Regions from separate parts of the Mus musculus genome. Here regions 2 and 3 are each linked to region 1. Evidence: chromatin contacts called from public HiChIP or PLAC-seq and promoter capture Hi-C data. All regions are on one chromosome and are shown on one strand. The core of a region is the stretch at or near the end of the contact, and the rest is flanking DNA. Distances in the headings are between cores, read along the strand shown. Region 1 holds the start of Cerk (ceramide kinase). Region 2 overlaps Gramd4 (GRAM domain containing 4). Region 3 overlaps Gramd4 (GRAM domain containing 4).

Region 1 (2,776 bases), core at 111-2,610:
TGACATCTTTAAAATCTCCGCCAATCCGTCGGCCACCAGACAACCTGCAGCAAAGCACCGGGGAGAGTGGCTCTAGTGTCCTTGCACCATTCCCAGTCACTGCGGGTGGGTTGCGTTTTTTCCCCATGCTGGCCTAAGCTACTCCTCTTTCAACCCTGAGGGCGGCTGAGCAGGGTGTACACTCCATCGGAAAGTCAAAGGCCCTTGCTCAACTGCCTAATCGCAGGAAGTCCCTGCCAGGGCCCCTCTGGGCTTCTCCCATAGAGAAACATGTGTATGTACTTGGGTTCACTGTATTGGACGAAGAATATGACCAGAAACCAGTCCTGTCCAGGTGTGCCAGCGCCATCCCGACGGCAGCACCAGCAACAGACCTCCCCCAGGGTCCCGCGGATGCTCCGGGATGGGGGGTGGGGGGCTGTGGACGTCCGCTCTTCCCCTCCCCCTCCAGCACCTCCAGAGGCTTTGTCATCCCAGTTCCAGGAGTATCTGGGCTCTCAGCACCCAGACGGTTCCCCGCCAGAGGCCGCGGAGTACTTAGACCGCCCGGCACCCGGGCTCTGCGTCTCGGATTCCCCGCGCCTCGGTATCCCGGGCGCCTCTCCCCGTGCCCCAGGTCTCCTCCCTCCGAGTTCCGCCCCATCCCAGCCTGCCCGGAGCGCTCGGGCTACGCAGGCCGGGGTGGATGCAGCGCCGGCCCCACCAGCCCGGGATGGCCACACTTACCGGCACCCGGCGCGGAGGGCCCGGGCTCCGGGCTCCGCCACCAGCGTAGCAGAGCCCGCGCGGGCTCCAGGCTGACGGCACAGCGTCGCCGTTTCACCCACAGCACGGAGTGCAGCGGCTCCGCCGCCCCCATTGCCCCCATCGCCGCCGGCGCGGCCTCGTCCGCCGGGCGCGGGGCGCGCGGACACCGGGGGGGGCGCGGGACCGTTAGCGGCCCCTGCAGTCTGCCCGGCGGTGACGCGGGGAGGCGGGAGCGGGAGGCGGCGCTGCGTCACCCGGTACGCAGAGAGGGTGGCGGGGACCCGGGAGGAGGCGACCAGGGTGAGGACAGGAGAAGCTAGACTTGGGGCCAGAGAAGAATCAGAAACAGAGGAGTCTAGGGAGCCTAGGATGAGGAGCAGAAAAGGCCTAGGAAGGAACGGGAGGGAGGGGTCAGAGGAGGGGACTGAGGGACCTGGCTGTGGGGAGGGCGGTCGGAGCGGCCGGGTGCCCTGAAAGACACTAGTCTGTCGCTCTGGCTGCCCCTGGGTCCTGCTGGGTCTGCACGAGCGACGGGGTAGGGAGGGCTGCAAAGGGACGGGCGGAGTCCCAGCAGCGCAGAAATGTTGCCCGGGCGGTCCTGGGCAGGCGATAGGAGGCCGTGGAACTGCTGGTGTGCGCCCAGGAGCGATTTGACCTTGGGCATCCGTCTCTTTTTAGGTCTTGGTCTCCTGGCGGCTAGCAAGAGTCCTGCAGGTTAGTCCCAGTAGGCAAAGGAAGGCTAGGATGGAGAGGACAGGGGTTACCTTCCAGGGGAGTGGAAGCTTCATGTGTGGATGGTTGTGGGTCTACAGCCACCAGAGAGACGGGAGAAGGCGTCTTCTTATCAGTCACCTGACTGTACCCTCCCAAACAGGCCTAGGGAACCGGAGTTGCTGCTCTTGATGCAGCTTAACATGGGACAAGCTGAACATATCCACCTCAGGGAGGTCTTCCTGGACTCCGTCTCCCCCAGCCAAAGCATCCCAAGACACAGCAGGGCAAAATTCAGCACTGCACTCATTGCATATCTACCCATCTTTGTGAAAATTCCATGGGCATGTGGGCTTGTCCCTTACTGGGTCTCCAGTGTCTAAAATGGTCTCTGTGCATAATGTGTTACTCAGATATTGGTTGCGTGATAGCATCTGTTCACATCTGACCAAGGAAGAGTCTCCTCGGAGATGCTAACTGGTCCAAGAGTGCAGGGCTCTGTGGTGTGACAGAGCTAAGCCTCACAGCGGAGTCAGCTTTCAAGAAGACAGGAGAGCCTTCTGCCCTCCCCCTCAGCTCTCCTGCTGTTGCAGACTGGGGTGGAGCTGGCCAAGTCTACCTTGCCTGTGCCTGGTACCAGAGGGCTAAGGTACAGGTCTGATCCTGTCGGTGCCCTGTGTCCATCTGCAGGGCAGGGACAACCATGAATCACTTGCTTCCTGGAAGCCCAGCCCAATGGTAGGCTCCCTGACAGCCCTGGAGTGTTGGTTAGGCCCAGGCAGAATCCTAGCCCCACCCTGGAGCAAGCTGGACCTGACCTAGCTCAGTTGTTAGTTGAAGCAATGGCTGTCCCAGCTCTTTCCTTTCACGGCTATCGGGATGAGGCTTGGGGAATGTGGACATGAAACTTCTTCAGAAACCTCTTGCCATTGCTGATGATGCTGCCTCTGTTACTGGTGAGGGGTTGTGTCGGGCAAGGGCAGCAGGGGCTATTATTATTATTAATTATTATTATTACTATTATTATTATTATTATTTTGAGACAGGGTTTCTCTGGGTAGTCCTGATTGTCCTGGAGCTCACTCTATAGACTCTCAAACTTAAAGATCCACCTCCCTCTGCCTCCCAAGAGCTGAGATTAAAGGTATGAGCCACCACGCCTGGAAATTAATGCAGTGTTTATATGTAAGTGTTTAATACCAAGAGGACTGGACTCCACCTTAGTCCTAGAGGAGTTCCATCCAGGAAGACACAGCCACACGGTCCACAAAATACTAAAGAACCTGAGGAGGGCCACCTGTGTGAATTATAGCTCACT
Region 2 (2,776 bases), core at 190-2,689, 100 kb before region 1:
CTGTCTCCGTGTGGCCTGTGTTTGTGTGGTTCACACCTGGCCCTGCTCCTTTCTTAACGGGTGTAATGTGTTCCCTGGGCCTCCGAAAGCTGAGCCCTAGTGCTGGTCATGGGGCTGAGGTTCTTGCCGGCCTGTCCAACCATTTAATGGGTCAGTAACTCCCAGGACTCTTGTGGGAGTTCTTTCTCTTCACAGATGCATTGATCTAGGATGGAAGGTATGTATAGCTACCTGTTTCCGCTGGGTTTTGTAAATGCTTGTTGGCACACAACCATGCCTGTTGGCATTGTGTCAGGCAGTTGGACAGGGACTAGATGGCCCCCATCCCACGTGGCCAACGGGCTTCCCGTAGCACCATCTGCGGAGCCCTGTCCCCGCAGCAGGCTGCATGCTTTCAGATCAAGGATGGTGCCACATTGTGCTTTCTGGAATGTGGGCCGGGGCCATGGCAGGGAGACAGGTTGTATCCGGGAACTGCAGAGGGCTTCTCCTTGCCAATGTCCCATGGGTTCCATGCGTCCTGGCTGCTCTGAGGATGGCTGGAGCTGGGGAAAGGGTGCTTTGCCAGTGAGGAGTTCTTGCGTGGGTTTCTCGTTGCTGAGCAGTCACTTATGTAATAGAGGGTTTTGCTCAGTTACCTGCTGGAATACAGGGTTTTCCCTGCAAGCTTCGTTTTCTTAAATGAAGCTGTGTGTGGCTACTCTGTTAGATTCCCCACTCAGTCTCAAAGGCAGAGGGTCCTGCGGGCTAAATTACACTGTGAAGGACGGCTGGGCTCGGAGCTCTGGAGTATGTTGGAATCAATGTGTATTGCTGCTGTCTTACCTCTTACCCTGCCTGCCTTCCCAGGCCTCATTTTCCCCCAACTATCAGTCAGATCAGCAGTAGCAACCCTCAGTGGTGACCGGAACTAAGGGAGACCTGGTATGTGTTGCGGGTAGGATGGGGATGGGTGGTTGCAGAGCTTGTTCCATTTCTCATCGATTAAGAAAGGGGCCAACAAATGAGGTGGTGGCCTGCTGGCTTGAGGATAGAAGTCCTGGAGTGACTCTGCTTGTCAACAACATTCCAACCGTGACTGCTTTGCTGACATTGCCAGTGAGGGTTGTGGTCACCGCAGGTCCGAGGAAGGAGGTTCTCTCTGTTTCAGGAACTGTAGGGGCCTGGGGGAGGTGCTGGGATCTCTAAGTGTGCTGTAGTCATGGTGCATCTGTCTGGGGTTCTGTGGAGTGAGCCTGGACAGAGGCCAGGTCACCTGGAGATGGCCTTCATGTGGGCAGGGATTGAATATATTCGAGGCAGCCAGGACTGGTTGGCTCTAGGAACTCACTTCAGCCTTAAACCTGAAGAGCTACTGAGGGACCCGGTGACAGAGTGCAGAGGGTTTCCTGCAGGAGGGGACAAAGACCTTGGTGGCTTGTGGCTGGCTGGAGAAGCTTTGCTTCCTTAAAATGGCCCCCTGCTCCCTGCCCTCAAACACAGTTATACTTTGAGTGTCAGAATCCCTCTGTCCTGATGCCTGGTCTGTGTCTCCTCCCCTCCCCCCTACCAAGGCTGCTCGGAAGCTCCTGGAGACACTTAGTATAGTCTCAGAACCACCTCTTCTCTCTTCCATCCCCTGCTAGATGGGAGGGCCACCGTAGTGCCCAGTGGCTTTGTGACGGAGATTTACGGGGGGAGCTAAAGATACTTGTGTCTCCTCCTGGAAAGTAGATCTTTGTCTTTGCTACTTACTGTCCCTACTGGTGCTGGGGTCCTTCTGGTGCTGGGTCAGGTCACCCTCTACAGCCATGTAAGTTAGGGACTCACTATATCTTCTAGCAGAAGAACCGAGGGCATGGGGAAGTCGTGTGACTGAAATCACACAGCCAAGGTTGCGGGCTTCAGGCTGTCCCTGCCACCTCACCACATGGCTGGGGCCAATCCAGTAGAAGGTGATCAAACCTAGCTTCTGTTTGCCCACTGCTAGGGGATTTGCAGACGTGGCCCTGTCCCTACATTGGTACTGGAGGCACAGGATGGTAAGATTCATCCCTGATCCTCAAGAAGCAGCATAAGCATAATTCTGTCTTAGCCACTTTTTATTTTCTGTGACAAACGCCATGATCAAAGGAACTCATGAAAGAAAACATTGTATTTGGAGCTCCTGGTTTTAGAGGGTTGGTTCATGAGCATCATGGTGGGGGAACATGGCAGCTGGCAGGCAGGATGGCCTTGAAGCAGGAGCTGAGAGCGTACGTCTTGATCCTAGGTAGTGAGAGCTAACTGTGAATAGTGTGCTTGTGTGTGTGTGTGTTGTTTTGTTTTAGGTGTTTTGTTTTTTTTGAGACAGGGTCTCACTATGTAGCTCTGTCTGTCCTGGAACTCAGTATGTAAACCAGGCTGGCTTCGAACTCACAGAGATCCCAAGTGCTGGGATAAAAGGCATGCACCACCACCTCTACATGTTACGGGCTTTTGAAATCTCAACCCCTGCCCACAGTGACGCATCTCCTACAACACAGCCAGCTTAACATTCAGGGCCCCCAGTTGCCCAGGTTACAGGACCATGGTGTGGACCTAGGGTGCAGGAGGTGGCTCCCAGGTGCCCCTAGAGCTTTGGCAGACCTGGACACTCTCAGGTCTGAGCCAACATCCCAGACCTGGTACTGCAGAGACAGTGGCCAGAGGGGAGCGTACAGACAGGATTTTTGGTAATACCTTAGGCCCTGGGGATGCTTATTGGTCTAGGGAGATGGGTTGGTTGGTAGCTTTGTATGTGTGTGTGTGTGTGTGT
Region 3 (2,776 bases), core at 111-2,610, 76 kb before region 1:
GAATCTCATTTCTTTTTCTTCTTTCTTTTCCTGCCCCCTTCCTTCCTTCCTTCCTTCCTTCCTTCCTTCCTTCCTTCCTTCCTTCCTGTCTGTCTATCTATTTGCACACAAATCTCAGGACACCGCCCTCATCCCATAACTGACTTCCTAAACCCAGAATACCAAGCCCAAGCCGCAGCCTGTCATATTAGAATGCTGAACGTCCAGAACTTGGCCGCCCGCTACCTGATTGTGAGGAGCATTCAGCCTGGTGTTGACAGTTCATCATGCTGTAAATGTCACTTCTGTGCAGAGCAGTGGATAACATGGCGATAAGTGAGCCCTAGGAGAGCACACACAGGCTGTGGGGGGACATGGAGGGGACAGCACCCTTTGAGTGGAGTGGCCAGGGAGGAGCATCACACCGTGCCCTTCCCTAGGGATGAAGGTGAACAGATACCCTGAACTCAGTACACTGGGGAGAGCAAGGCATTGTCTTTTAGAAAGATCCTTAAGGATAACAGGAAGGGAAACTGGCCTGGTAAAAACCTGTTCAGGTGCCCAGTTGTGCAGCCCAGCCTGGCCGGGGACAGCTTTCTTTTCCCCTCCCGGTGGCTTCTGTGTGTGTATGTGCTCTAGCTGGGTGGGGAGAAATTTTATTTAAAGCTTATCATTTGATTCTGCCCCCCTCCCCCTCTGGCTAGGCCTGTTGCATCTTGTGCCAAAGGGATTCCTGCTTGAGAGATCTGCTTTTACAAATTTAAAAATAGCTTTGAAGTTGTTTTCTTTCCCTGTGGGCCGGGAGCCATGGAGGCTGCGCTGCCTGGGCAGACCATGCCTGTGGGCTGAATTATCTCCTCTGCGCCCCCTGAATCATCGTACTGAGGAGGGAGGAATGGGTGTCTTGGGGATCGAGGGTCCATGAATTACCTGCCCTTCACCTTCCAGAACCTTGGAGAAGCTAAAGCCTGGAGCAGGTGGGTGAGCAGGTGGCCTAACTGTACCAGTCTCCCACAGCTTCTGCCATGTGTGTTCTGTGAGGAATCCTTTGCTGTACCAGGTCCCTCTGGCTTCAGGGGCTCCCGCTCTCGAGTTCCTTTTGCCTCTTTGCTTTGGAGCTATCTGGCAGTCTCCAAATGGGGTTTGGGTATAAGGACCAGAATCTCTTTCTTCTTAAGGTGCCCCAAGGTCACTCTCATAGGTGACCTAGTATTCTCAGACCTATGCAGATGTAAGGTATACCTAGACACAGAAATATCCCCCCTGGCTTTCTCTCCACCACATTCATTTTGCTGCCTCAACAGCTCCTTTGTGGGTAGGGAGGGGGTAGACCTTGTCCCTCGGGGACTGTCTTGGCTCCCTCTGGTGCTGCTGTGCACCTGAGTCATCTCACTTATCTTCCTCGTAGTTGGTTTGCTGGTCTGCTTAAATGAATAATAACACAGTGACAACATGGGTGTCGTGTGAGCAGCAGCCTTGAATGGAGCTTCTAAATTGTGATATCGAACTTTTCTTTCGAGGTACACCCTGGAGACTTAGTTTCGGGGACCAACTCATCTTCAGTGGACATCCCCACCCCTCTGGCCTTCTACAGGGGCTCTGTGGCCATCCCTGCTGTGTAACCAGGCCAGCTGAGTGCCTAGAGTCAGTTATGGCTGGCACTGGGCCTTGTAAAAACCCTGGCTTAGGAGCTGTGCCACACCATTAGTGGCATGTGATACATAGCTTCATAGCTCTGCAGTATTGGCTCTGTGGTCTAACGGGCTAGGCTAGGGCTTTTGCCTAAATCCTCACTTGTAACTTAGACACACACAGGCCCCAGATGGCCTCCTCGCTTGACTGAGCCTGTAAGAAACCCCGTGTGGAAACAGGGCTCTGAGCTTGTATCTGTCTCTGTCCTCAGACTGAGGGCACAGGAGAGCAGGTGTCTTTCTGCTGCGCAGCTAAGGCTTGTGTGAGCATATTATAGGATGGCACACCTGTTGCCTCTGGCAATGGACTGTTCATTGGTTCCTTTTTCAAAAAACTACTGGGTTTTGAGGAAGTCTATGTAAGCATTCATTGCTTGGGCTGCCTCAGTGGGTTGATGGGGAGTCCTGCTTCTGTGTTGGGGGACATAATTGGAGGTGATAAGAGAGTGAAGTGGGAGGGGAGAACCCTACCAGCTGAGGTGGGGGTGGGGTCTCTGTACCCAGGAAGGCCAATATGCCCATCAGAGGAGGGCTTCTTGTTTTGTGATGCTCATGGGAGCCGTGAGGCTAGAAAGTCCTCTGTGGGCCTCTGTCTGGGGGAGGGGGCTCCTTTACCTTGTCTGTTATTATTATCTCAGGGGAAAACATGGTAGGTAGAATCTCAATTTCCCCAAGAATGTTTATCCCCTTAATCCCTGGAACCTATGCATGTGACCATTCCTTGGCAGATGTGACAGAGTTGTCAGCCTGAGGTGAGAAGATCCAAGATTATCTATGGGTGCAAAGCAATCTCAAGGAGGAGGCTGGTGGGTCAGATGGAGGAGGCTGGTGGGTCAGATGGAGTTGGGAAGGATGGAGGTAGGTCAGCATGTAGTTATTGTTCTTTGGGAGTCACCAGCCAAGCAAAGCATGTTCCTCTAGATGCTGGAAAGGATGCTGTATACCCAGTCTTCCCACCAGCCTCCAAATAAAACTGGCCCATTAACACATCTATTCTGTCAAGCCCAGAACACCTGTTTGATCTCTGGACCTTTTAAAACCATAAGATAGTGTCTTAGTTAGGGTTTTACTGCTGTGAACAGACACCATGTCCTGGAACTCACTCT

What was found. Promoter capture Hi-C pulls out the DNA fragments that hold promoters and counts their contacts. HiChIP or PLAC-seq counts read pairs in DNA pulled down with a chosen protein or histone mark.
Region 2: an HNF4G HiChIP or PLAC-seq map of pancreatic cancer cells shows a contact between it and region 1. The contact joins the enhancer-like site here to the promoter of Cerk in region 1. A contact is called at or near these places in 3 of 39 promoter capture datasets (the C10 cell line, macrophages and pre-B cells), 3 of 484 Hi-C or Micro-C datasets (liver, muscle stem cells and uterus), 2 of 115 datasets of contacts at active chromatin or transcription factors (effector CD8 T cells and pancreatic cancer cells) and 3 of 9 other capture datasets (adipose tissue, liver and pancreatic islet).
Region 3: a promoter capture Hi-C map of pre-B cells shows a contact between it and region 1. The contact joins the enhancer-like site here to the promoter of Cerk in region 1. A contact is called at or near these places in 2 of 39 promoter capture datasets (the C10 cell line and pre-B cells), 1 of 484 Hi-C or Micro-C datasets (embryonic stem cells), 1 of 115 datasets of contacts at active chromatin or transcription factors (effector CD8 T cells) and 2 of 9 other capture datasets (adipose tissue and liver).

Annotation. Positions count from the first base shown.
Region 1 is chr15:86,184,781-86,187,556 of GRCm38.p6, forward strand. It overlaps Cerk (ceramide kinase), which reads right to left and starts at 1,361. Exons shown (of 13, transcript NM_145475.4): 1 at 727-1,361. The coding sequence starts at 868. Gm15569 (predicted gene 15569) reads left to right here and starts at 948. Exons shown (of 3, transcript NR_155352.1): 1 at 948-1,004; 2 at 1,426-1,461; 3 at 1,872-2,416.
Region 2 is chr15:86,082,317-86,085,092 of GRCm38.p6, forward strand. All of the region lies in intron 1 of Gramd4 (GRAM domain containing 4), which reads left to right. Among named protein-coding and RNA genes, the nearest start is that of Gm15722, 7.6 kb to the right of the region's middle. Within about 2 kb of position 1,440, at least 58 of the 459 cell types and tissues checked have an H3K27ac peak or open chromatin away from gene starts, as enhancers often do. A contact at or near this core is called in muscle stem cells and pancreatic cancer cells, where this site is marked.
Region 3 is chr15:86,109,146-86,111,921 of GRCm38.p6, forward strand. All of the region lies in intron 3 of Gramd4 (GRAM domain containing 4), which reads left to right. Among named protein-coding and RNA genes, the nearest start is that of Gm15722, 19 kb to the left of the region's middle. Within about 2 kb of position 1,361, at least 61 of the 459 cell types and tissues checked have an H3K27ac peak or open chromatin away from gene starts, as enhancers often do. A contact at or near this core is called in pre-B cells, where this site is marked.